3 separate regions of the Danio rerio genome follow, and regions 1 and 2 are each linked to region 3. A link is a contact called in public Hi-C and HiChIP or PLAC-seq data. All regions are on one chromosome and are shown on one strand. The core of a region is the stretch at or near the end of the contact, and the rest is flanking DNA. Distances in the headings are between cores, read along the strand shown.

The links. A called contact is a pair of places that touch in the nucleus more often than the background predicts. HiChIP or PLAC-seq counts read pairs in DNA pulled down with a chosen protein or histone mark.
Region 1: a Hi-C map of an unstated tissue shows a contact between it and region 3, with 2.3 times the contacts expected there. The contact joins the promoter of pitpnm3 here to the promoter of slc47a3 in region 3. A contact is called at or near these places in 1 of 18 Hi-C or Micro-C datasets (an unstated tissue) and 1 of 4 datasets of contacts at active chromatin or transcription factors (caudal fin).
Region 2: an H3K4me3 HiChIP or PLAC-seq map of embryo shows a contact between it and region 3, with 2.8 times the contacts expected there. The contact joins the promoter of ppm1da here to the promoter of slc47a3 in region 3. A contact is called at or near these places in 1 of 18 Hi-C or Micro-C datasets (an unstated tissue) and 1 of 4 datasets of contacts at active chromatin or transcription factors (embryo).

Annotation. Positions count from the first base shown.
Region 1 is chr15:29,339,795-29,343,756 of GRCz12tu, forward strand. pitpnm3 (PITPNM family member 3) reads right to left here and starts at 1,726. Exons shown (of 21, transcript XM_073923775.1): 1 at 1,498-1,726. The coding sequence starts at 1,522.
Region 2 is chr15:29,428,737-29,432,235 of GRCz12tu, forward strand. ppm1da (protein phosphatase, Mg2+/Mn2+ dependent, 1Da) reads left to right here and starts at 2,183. Exons shown (of 6, transcript NM_201090.2): 1 at 2,183-2,738. The coding sequence starts at 2,267. ccdc9 (coiled-coil domain containing 9) reads right to left here and starts at 516. Exons shown (of 15, transcript NM_001075106.2): 1 at 416-516.
Region 3 is chr15:29,080,056-29,083,816 of GRCz12tu, forward strand. It overlaps slc47a3 (solute carrier family 47 member 3), which reads left to right and starts at 1,912. Exons shown (of 17, transcript XM_005157658.6): 1 at 1,912-2,157. The coding sequence starts at 2,032.

The DNA.
Region 1 (3,962 bases), core at 476-2,975, 260 kb after region 3:
ATGTGATGCAATAAATAGATTAAAGTGGATGTATGCATTTTGAGATGCTCTGTACAGCCCTAGACTCAAAGCAATCATATCAGAGAGTCCTACAGGATGTGCAACTTGAAGACTTCGCCTCTCCCATCAGCCTCTTTCAACATTTAGGCTTTCTTGAATTGTATCAGGCATCTCTTTGATTAGTTCCTCTCACTGTGGCCAATCCACCTTTTCACAGGAACAGATTAGGTGCAACACTGAATGCATACAGACACACCTCTCTAAATCACTTGACATGTAAAGCATGCACTCTGAAGGGCTTATAGGTTTTTGAAGACCACATTTTGTCTGGTTTTAAGTTAATTTCATGCTACACTCTTCGTTCATTAAAGCAGACTAGTGGAGAAAAAAGCTGACTAATGGATCATCACCTTCCAGCTGAGCTGTAATTAAATTAGGTCAAAGATGTACTAAATGTACAGTCATAAGAAACCACCGTTTGGAAGGAAAAAAAGCAGTCAGATGAGACTTGAAATGGTCAGATGATAGCTTGAATTATAGGCTATGTGTTGTCACAAAAAACCTGAGGGAAAATATTACATGAAAGAATATGCACTTAACTCACATCTGGACACAGATTTCATTACAAGCTCATTTTTTGTTCATCTAAATTAAATAAAACATTAATATATCAGTTGCTAAATCTGGTAGCCTGAGGACTGATGACTGAAATACAAAATAAAGAACATTACAGAGTAATATCTGATGTTCGTTTATGTCATATATTAAAATTGTACAAAAAGAAACATAATTTTCATCTAATGTTGATTTTTCTACTGATCTGGTTCTTTAATATTCGATCTTCTAGCTGAGAAATCAGTAATGAACATCAAATATCTACTTACAAGTAACTTAGCAGAAATAAGTTTACAAATTTGTTCAATTTCAAGTCACTATCGCATCAAGTAGGCTAAATTAGAAACACTTTAAAGGTTGAAGTCTTGTATTAAAAAGCAAAACAGTGCAGGAATTATGACTGATTCTTCATGTAATGATCAGTAAATAAACATTGGTCAGGTTAAAAAAAAAAACTAAATCCTAATATTTTTGTATTAGGGGTCACTTGAATGCCTGAGAGTCTGGGTAGGGGGTCTGAGGCGGGTCAAATATGTTTGACATTTCCTGCCCTAGATCCATAAAGCATTTAACATCAGAAAACAAGACCACTTTGTATGAAGACGGGAAAAATCCCAACGTTTACGCCGCCTGTCAAAACCAAGACATAATCCGGCTGGTCATACGCAATGGAATGCACCCATGACGCCCCAAAAACGTTGTCTATGTAGTATGTAGGCAGCTGACTAGGTTTTTAAGACGTAGCCCTGGTTCATCGTGCATTCCAACAGATTGACGCGGAAAGTGAGGAGAGCGAACTGACTGTCCACTCGTTCTGCCGGCTGCAGGTCAATCCCGGAGATGTCACAGCACACACAGAAGGCACACACAGACGTCTCTTACCTTTCCCTCTGGTCTCTTTAGCCATCCTGCGTCTTTGCAGTTAGTTTGGACAGTACGCACGTCTCTTCTCTCTGTCCTTGTCTGCGCGCGGGAGAAGCGATTTAAAGTCTACGCGCGTTTCATGGCTGAAGATGCTGTGGAGATGACATGTGAATGTGGGAGTATCCATGAACGCGGAGAGAAATCCTCGTGTTGAAGTACGCGCGGACTTGGGGCTGTTTGTATGTGTGCAGACTTTGCTGTTGTCTTCTCCTGTTGAGCTCGAGATGTGATGTTCGACTGCCTCCAGTGGCTCTGCGCGAGCTGCAGTCAACTTGGAAAACGCCAAGCGTATTCATGCAGACTCCAGACCACCCGCTGTCATCTATTAGATACTTATTTATTCAGTTTTGTACTTAAAAATATTACACTAGCGCCTCCTTAAGGATATAAATGACATTTTATTGACAGGTAAAATCATTTTTGCAGTCCCAGAACTAAACACAAGTTAAAATAAAGTTGCCTATGATCATCATTGTATTAGTACTGTGTCAACTAGGGTGTGATTTTTAAAGTCAGAGAAGCTAACTAAGTAAACAAAACAGAAAAATACATTAAATCGATGACCGATTTGTTGATTTCACGCAAGACGTGCCATTTTGGAACGAAAACGAGGCCATCACTGTTTAACATTGCTCTGTTAATAAAACATGATAAATTGTAGTATGCTTTCAAGACATTAGCATTTCTACTTTACAATTCAATGTTTAATTCAATTAGTTTAATTATTTTTTATGTAGCCTATATCAGTATAATATTTAGAAAATGTGTGACATGTGTTACTATTGCAATACTATTTCTAGCTAAATCTTATTTCAGCAATTTTAAAAAATATATGCAATGATCATACTACCACACACAGACAATATATATATATATATATATATATATATATATATATATATATATATATATATATATATATATACAGTGCTCGGCGTATATAAGTATACCCCTGACAAATCTCTCATTTAAAATCATATTTTCTATTGGAAGCTTTAGAATATTATATTTGTGCATATACTGTAGATTAATCAGTAACAAAGCCAAATCTGGAGCTAATCTAGCAAAATACTTTACAATAAACATTTATTGGCTCAAATTTATGTTAGGGAAAATATTTTTTAAACAAAACCAAAAATATACAAAATGTTGTTGAAATTTTGTAGTTTGTAATTTTTTTCAATTTTTGGTTTGAATTTTATTGTATTATCTGAATCTTATTTTTTTCTAAATATGTTTGATGACATGTGTGTGTATATATATATATATATATATTCTTCTTCTTTTTTTTTGTATTCTCTGAATATGTCAGATATTCAAGACATTTAAACAATGAGGGACTGAAACCTCTGATTGTTATCCACTTTTGGACTTTGGGTCTGTCTGGAGAAACCGGTATTCAGAGAGCAAAGCCTCATCGTATTCGTCAACTTTGGATAATAAATCCCTAAGAAAACTTTTTCACACAACACACAAATTCCTGGCACATAAACAAAGTTTCTTAATTGATATATATTGTGCAGCCCTAAATTTTGTGTGTGAACTAAATATAGTCAGAGTTTTCTACTAACCTGTATAAGGTCAGAAGAATTTCCTATTTTTTATGAAAAAGGTAAGTTAACTGTAAGTATTGTTACACACATTATATTGTACAAATTATGCAATATTCGAACTTAAAAAAAAAAAACTCAAGATTTGTGTTGTTTTAGCCCATTTTAAACAAGTAGTTTGAACGAACAGCAACGTAATTTTTTGAGTGTATGTAAGAATATTACACACACTTTAACTAAGCATTTCAATATTACAATTGTAAATTGCAAATTAGACAGATGTTTTCTTTTACAGGGATTTTGTTGCAGTTTTGTTTTTTGTGACATGACATAATTTGTTCCCGACTCTGAAAAAAAGCCATAACTCCTGAGATCTCAGTCAAAACTGCTGCAAAAAGAACCCACAGGACAACGTTCAACAAGAGCTAAACAACCCTGACAGACAGTTGCCTTAAAAATCCCTAAAGTGCTTCAAAATTTGGCCTACAGTATAGCTTTCATTCAATTGCCTGCGTGATACGATGAACAGTTGCATAGGGAGCACAGGTTCAGGCCATGCCCATCGGCAAACTGTAGATCTACACCGACAAAAGCAGAACAGCAAAAGAAACAGTGCAGCAGAAAAACAGAAATACAAATACTCTCACCCTGCAAACGACGCTATATCTCCCCCAGTCCTATAGCAGGATGACTGTGCAAAATGTTAGCTGGCTCATAAATCATGATGTCGTGCTTCATCTTCAGGACTTTAAATAGCCAACTCCATCACAGTCCGTCTTACAGCAGTTCAGCTGATTAATGTGAGATTGTAATCACTATAAAATGAGTCTTGTGCTTGCGGTCAAACAGTAATTGAGTGGCCAAATTAAGGCC
Region 2 (3,499 bases), core at 933-3,432, 350 kb after region 3:
AACAGCTATTTTTCCTAATAATTACATGCATGATCACACAAAGATACTATGCACAACACAATTTTACTATAGGTTGGCATCATCATAAACCCTCTTATGAACACACAGACTCTGTAAAGCCCTCCATAAGCGTATTAGTGAACACAACACCATGACCAACCAAGATGAATGTTTGAATACACTGTCAGAGTGTGTTTATAAGAAAGTGACTCTGAAGCGCCAGTGGAGATTATTGCAATGTATCAATAGTTACAATCAAAGCAGCCGCCAAGTTGCCCTGCGCCAAATTCAGCCGAGCTCTCGTCGTTTTTATTTATTTTAAAAAATCTAAAATAACGTTACATTTGAAAATCACTAATAACTCCTGTATGTATAAAAGTATACATTACAGCTCTACAATTAGGCACTGTTTTACCTCTGGTAAGCGCAGCACCCCTTGAAGTGACTTGTAAGGTGCACTCGATCAACGAAGACCGACTATTACTTAATGTACTTCCGCTCACAAAAGCTTCCACTTCCAGATAAGTCATGAAAAGAGGAAGAATTTCAAAATAAAAGTCATAGCGCAGATTTTGAGTAGTTTTATTTCCCACACATTTAAAGTTCAAAAGTAAAATAATTAAATAAATGTTTAAATAAAATGTAATAAATGTTAAAGAAAATGTCTACGCAGTAACAGACGTACTAAAGTCTCATAGCCGCAGAAAAATGCATAAAATGTACATTTGTAGCTAATGATGTTAGAAATTCATTTTACTAAAGTTAAATGGAAACAAAAGAATTAATGAATAAATTCAGTTTAAAGTAATGGTGTTAGAAATGTATTTGAGTAAGATCCTGGGAAAATTGGGTTCTAAAAACTGTGTCTCTTTTAGGCTTACTGCACCATCTGCTGGACAAGGATTCTCAAAGCAGATCCCCATCTGTCCGTGCAAAATTAAATGAACTCATTCAATGGGCCATATGCACAGCTAGTGTTTTTTAGCCAACGGTAAACTTCCGGTGAAAGGTTAATGTGACAGTTTAAAAGTTTATAAGGTTCCTTTAACAGTTTTGAAATTATAATGTAATTAACATACTATCAGTTAAATAAATGTAAGAATTCATTTAGTTGTTCAAGCATAAAACAAGATGATAAACCGTGTAACCGTCGTCAGTACCAGCATGCTAGCACATGAACTCCATTCAAGAAGGTAAAATAAAGGTTCATATTTTAAAGTGATAGCAAGGAAAAAATAATTTAGTGCTTCTTGTCCAGTCTGGGACCCACTTTATTTCAAATATCTATTAGATAATATATCTATTTTTTTTAATCAAAACAGATCTTAAACGTGACGGTATTGACAGTTCACCGGAAGTCGCCGGGCTGGCTGAAAATTAAAAGTCTGCATATACCCCAATAACCTAAAAATATTTATCATCACAATAAGCTCTGTATTTATTCTGAATAACAGTAACTTTCAATCACCACGTGACACTGACCTAAGACAAATAAGCACAAAAAAACAAAACATGCTGTAACTTAAATGAATGGCTTAAACCAATATACAGTTGAAAATTTTATTTAGAATAATTGCAAATCACCTTATTTAAATGAAACACAGTCCCCATACGTAAAGGCAGTATTATGTGACCGTTATATATAAATACAACTTAAAGGAGACAAAATCAATTGCTACATTTGTTGTTATGAATCTCTCAGCGAGGTAAAACCCTAAACATTTCCACACACACAAAACAACAATCAAAACCATCTCACCCATGTCAGCCTGCTGTAATACATGCAATACTGTAATATAACAAATGAATAATATAAAATTTTAATAAACGTAATACAACTTCTAATTATATATATATTTAAAAAAATGCTGATACGAGGACAGTTTAATGCTTATTAGTGCTGTATTTACAACCTCAAAGATAGATAGATAGATAGATAGATAGATAGATAGATAGATAGATAGATAGATAGATAGATAGATAGATAGATATTTTAAACTAGTTCCACTTTTTGTTATTACAGTCTCAAGGCTTCTTGTTGGCTTGTCAGCCGCCATTAAACCGTATCAGACGAAGAAAAGGGACTATTCTCCTTCAAATTATGGGTCACAGATCTAAAGACTTCCAATGACCCGACAATTGTCATGGTGTTTCTGCGCATGCTCACAACATCGGAGGTAAACAAAGAGGAAAGCGCGCACCCGGCCTGAATCCTGCCTAGTATTCAACGTTACTGTTCTACCGTCCTTTCTTGTTCGATCGAATCATGGATGGGATATTTTCATGCCGAGCAAGTATTTATTACGACCAGGGCGGTCGGAAATACATGGAGGACCTAGTAACGATGAAGCAGGAGGATGAGCCGAGTGAGGATGAACTGGACGCCGCCGAACGTGGCGAGGTCGAGGCACCAGCAAAAGACCCAAACCCTGACGCTTCAATTCAAGACTCCATCCCCGGATCTATCACGGTTACGTATATTCAAGACGACGAGCCAATCTCTACTCTTCAGCATGCGTCGATGCCCTCGTCCGTACACGCCCGTCGGCCGCGCGCCGTGGCTCTGTTTGCGGTGTTCGATGGACATGGGGGTCCGGACGCCGCACGCTTTGCTCGCGACCATTTGTGGGATCACATCAAAAAACAAAGAGGGTTTTGGTCCGAGGACGACGACGAGGTGTGCGCTGCTCTGCGAAAAGGGTTCATCACTTGTCACCATGCCATGTGGAAAAAATTACGTAAGTTTTTAAAACGAAGCGATATTTTTACATATGTTCTTGTTTAAATCCGCTGTGAAGTCTCAGCCATTTTATGGACGTGCCTTGGACAGAGTCGGGCAGCTGGTCTTTATGAATGAAAGTTTCACCATCAGATGTATCCCGCCAAATAAGTTGCACAACCCCTCCATGCCAGACAGAACACAGCTAATCAAGACATACTGTAGCTAAATTGGAGATGCTGCATATCAGAATAGTGTGCTTGCTGAAATCAGCTCAACTCTCATAACACTTGTGTTAGTTGGTTTAAATGTGCACGTGATTTTTTTTTGTAAATAAAAGTATTGAGCAATTAACTTGAAGAACAAACGAGAATAACATTGAAAAATATATACACTCGCATAAGATGAAGTTTCCAGTTTTATAATTTAAATACTCTTTTTATACATATGGCGGGTCGCCCCCTCGTGGACGTCATGTTTACAAAATGTGAGACTCAATGCAAACAATGCTACTACTTCATGTGAAAATAGAACAGTTTTCACTTACATATGCCTGTTTTTACATTAAAATAATCAAATATATATTAATACATGGCAATACACAAAACAAACACTATAACAGCTAATTATGTTTAAAGAAATACCTATGCAATGGAGCCCAAGTTAGTCTGCATGTGATTGTGTGATCTTCATTCTTTTGTCCAAACAAGATATCACAGATCGTGTGTTACAAAGATAGTTAGCCACATTATTTTTATTTATTTCATCATTTACTGTCAT
Region 3 (3,761 bases), core at 662-3,161:
AATATTTCCTTGCTCTGTAATATTTAAAATAGAAAAAATAATTCAAAGGGGGGCTAATATTTCTGACTTTAAATGTATATATATTTATTCAATTTGGATCTCAAGCAAAAATGGGATAGTTCAAGATGTTTTGAAAAAAAAAAAAAAGCTGAAAGGCTGAAACCAAATACAATGGATGTCAATTGTTACTGTTTTACAGTTTTCTTCATAATATCTTCTTCTTTTGTTTTCAACAAACAAACAAAAAAACTTGCAACTTTTTTGCAATTTGTAAACAAGTGAAGGGTGAGTAAACTATTCTGTGTTTAGATATTGTATTGCAAAACAAAAAATACAGAGGAAGATTTTTAGCAGTGCATGCAACATTTAACAACATTTTAGTTTTAAGACCATTTAAAGTCTTTAAATTGCAAATGGATAATTGTAGACTTTTGAAGAACTATTTAAGATCCCCAAAAGCCCTGTTTACACACCTTGTTGTACGTGTTTAGATTTATTATTGTTTATTTTTTTTGGTTTTTCATATTTGCTATAGATATAAAGATATATATAAATTATATAATGCCAGAACTTTTATTATGTACATTATAAATTATTGGTAACTAAATTTACATATGGCTGCAGTGGGTGGTACGTTCGCCTCACAACAAGAGGGTCGCTGGTTCGAGCCTGGGCTGGGTAAGTTGACATTTCTGTGTGGAGTTTGCATTTACTCCCCATGTTTTCATGGGTTTCCTCCAGGTGCTCCGGTTTCCCCCACAAGTCCAAAGACATGCGGTATAGGTAAATTTGGTAGGCTAAATAAACCATAGTGTATGTGTGTGAATGAGTGTGTGTGGATGATTCCCAGTGATGGGTTGCGACTGGAAGGGCATCTACTGCATAAAACATATGTGGATAAGTTGGTGGTTCATTTCGCTGTGGCGACCTCCGATTAATAAAGGGACTAAGCTGAAGAAAAAAAAAGAATAAATGATAAATGAATGAAACCATAAATTAAGCATACAACTGAACTCATTTTTGTTAATTAAAATTAATTACTTTAAAATATATATTAAAACATTATTTTATTTTCTTCAGTTTAAACTACATAACTAAATCTGAAACTAATAAAAACTATATAGACATAAAAATTACTTAAATTAAAAATTAAAATATAAAGACTAATCTAATTCAAACTATAATAAAAACTACAACTGTTGCTCGATCAAATTTTACATTTACAGTAAATCAGCTCAGAAATTATACTGAAACTTAACTTTAGCATAGCAACTAATAACAACTTTAGGATAAATAGCTCCACCTACTGGTAACAGTACACTTTATTTGTGCCTACAATCTGTTTGACTCAATATAATAATTAAATACAGCAAGTATTATTTTTGCCAGCGTAAGATGGCATTCAAAATCTAACGGCTTTTTTTACTTAATATAAATTGTGCATTCCCCAAACAGGTGTCTGGCTTCTTACCTGTCTCCAGGCTAAATTAGGAAAGTCTGATGATCGCATTTGTTTTATTAAATGTCACTATTTACACTGTGGGTGTATGTTAAGAAGATAACATTATAAGTTATGTACTCTCTCCCAGCTGGAAGTGCTGCTGACTTTGCTATCTGACTTCTCTGTGCTGTTTGTGTGATGCAGTATTTCTGCGCGAGCTGAAATGAGCCCAAGCAATGGTTCCTACCGTTCACAATTCTCTGCTAACAAAACACGTCCACTTTAAACCTTCATATGGAATTATTATGGAAAACAATCTAATAATAAAATGCCTATTAAACAACTTATAACGTATCGATATTTAACACCGGCATACACAAATCAAGTAGCCAAGGTAACGATCAGTTCGATCCGCCTATTTTGGATTACGTAACCGTGACTCATTTATAGTGACAGCACTGAAAATAATTAACTCTTGAAGTTGAACTTTATATTTAACACTACAGAGATAAGACGTTATTAGCTTGCTTAGCTTTCTAAAGGAACGAGTTTCAGCTTTCTGTGAATCAGCCATCAAACTTTTCCTCAGGATGAACGAAAGAATGAACGAAGCAGAAAACTCTTCCAGATGTGGATGGTGCTCTAGGTGTTTTAGTTTTTTACCAGTGGACTATACGAGAGAATTTGTAAGCATGTGTACATTAGCTTTTCCCGTGGTAAGTACGTCATTTTAGTTTACATAGACCTCGTGAAGGAAAGGGATGGCATGTACACCAGTTTAACTTTCACACTTTACAAACATCACTGCAGTCACACATAACATATTACAGTAAAGTAAATGTTAGCTAACTCACTTTGATTTGATCTCAGCTTTTTAATTTGTGGTTGGCCCACGTAACTGGCAGTTTATTTTGTAGCCTATGTGTATAAAGCTGTGGTTGGCCCACGTAACTGGCAGTTTATTTTGTAGCCTATGTGTATCTGAATATAATTTGTAAATATTTGTTTGATCCTTATAGTTGTGGTGGTGTTTGATAAATAAATAATAATTGACATTTAAATGGCATCTGTTTGTGGGCATTATGTGTGCTAAAGTTATAGTTCACACAAATATGAAAATTACGTCACTCTCGTGGTTTTAAACCTTATGGGTTTATTTTTTTCTTCACAAACAAACACTTCATGAAAAATATTAGAAACCTGTACACATTTACTTTCATAGTAGGAAAAACAAATACCATGGAAGTCTGAGGACAGGAGTTTAAAAACATTTTTAAACATTTTTAAAATGTAAAATCTTTTGTGTTCGACAGAAACATTAAACTTAAATAGATTTGAAACAAGTGAAGGGTGAGTAAATGATGACAGATTTTTGAGTTTTGGGTGAACTATCCCTTTAAGTAAGCATTTGGCCTATGGTTACATTGAAGTAACTTCACAGTGATGTTTGAATACTAATGAAGTTTAAATACTACAGTAGGACATTATTTCCAATATATATTTAAAAGGAAACAGCATAATAGCACAGTAATTAGTTTTTCTTTTCATTTATTATAAAGCAAAGTCAAACTAGATGCTAACTTACCTAAATTCAATTCAAGGGGTTGTTAAATGTAGTCATTTTTTTAAATATAGTCATATTGGATAAGAGATTCAATATGAACACCTTCCTTGCACAACCTATCTCTTTCCCTTGCTGAGTTGTGATGAACTGCTGAGAACATGATTTTCCATCAGTGTTACATTCATAAGATATAACGCTAACCATGGCAGTTCTGGGTGATTTAAAATAAATTATGGGCAATAGGTATTCAATAACTGGTTACAGCAGTTTTTAGAAAACAAGTTTCTTTCAGAAGCATTTGATTTGAAAACCGATTAGCTGATAATATTGTGCATGTGTAATTCAGAATGAAGATAACAAACACAAAGTGTACAGTACATGACTGTCTGGAGTGCCTGCTATGACTGCCTGACACATTACTAACTCTGAAACTGAAATGTTTTTTGACAACTGATTCTGTTGACGTGAATCAAGGGATCTCATAAAACTTGTCAGAGTATGATGACTAGGTTAAGCAACTTAAAAGGATATTACACCCAGAAATAAAAATAAACTTACTATTTTCTCACCCTCAAATAGTTCTAAACCTTCATGATTTTTATGTTGATAGCCTTTTTATTATATATTTATTTGGAAATAAACACTGTTTTTGCTACACACATCCTGACCCAAGGTGTTAATTCAATTAAGGTAAATAACATTTAAAGGGATAGTTCACCCAAAAAGTCAAATTTACTCACCATTTACTCACCTTCA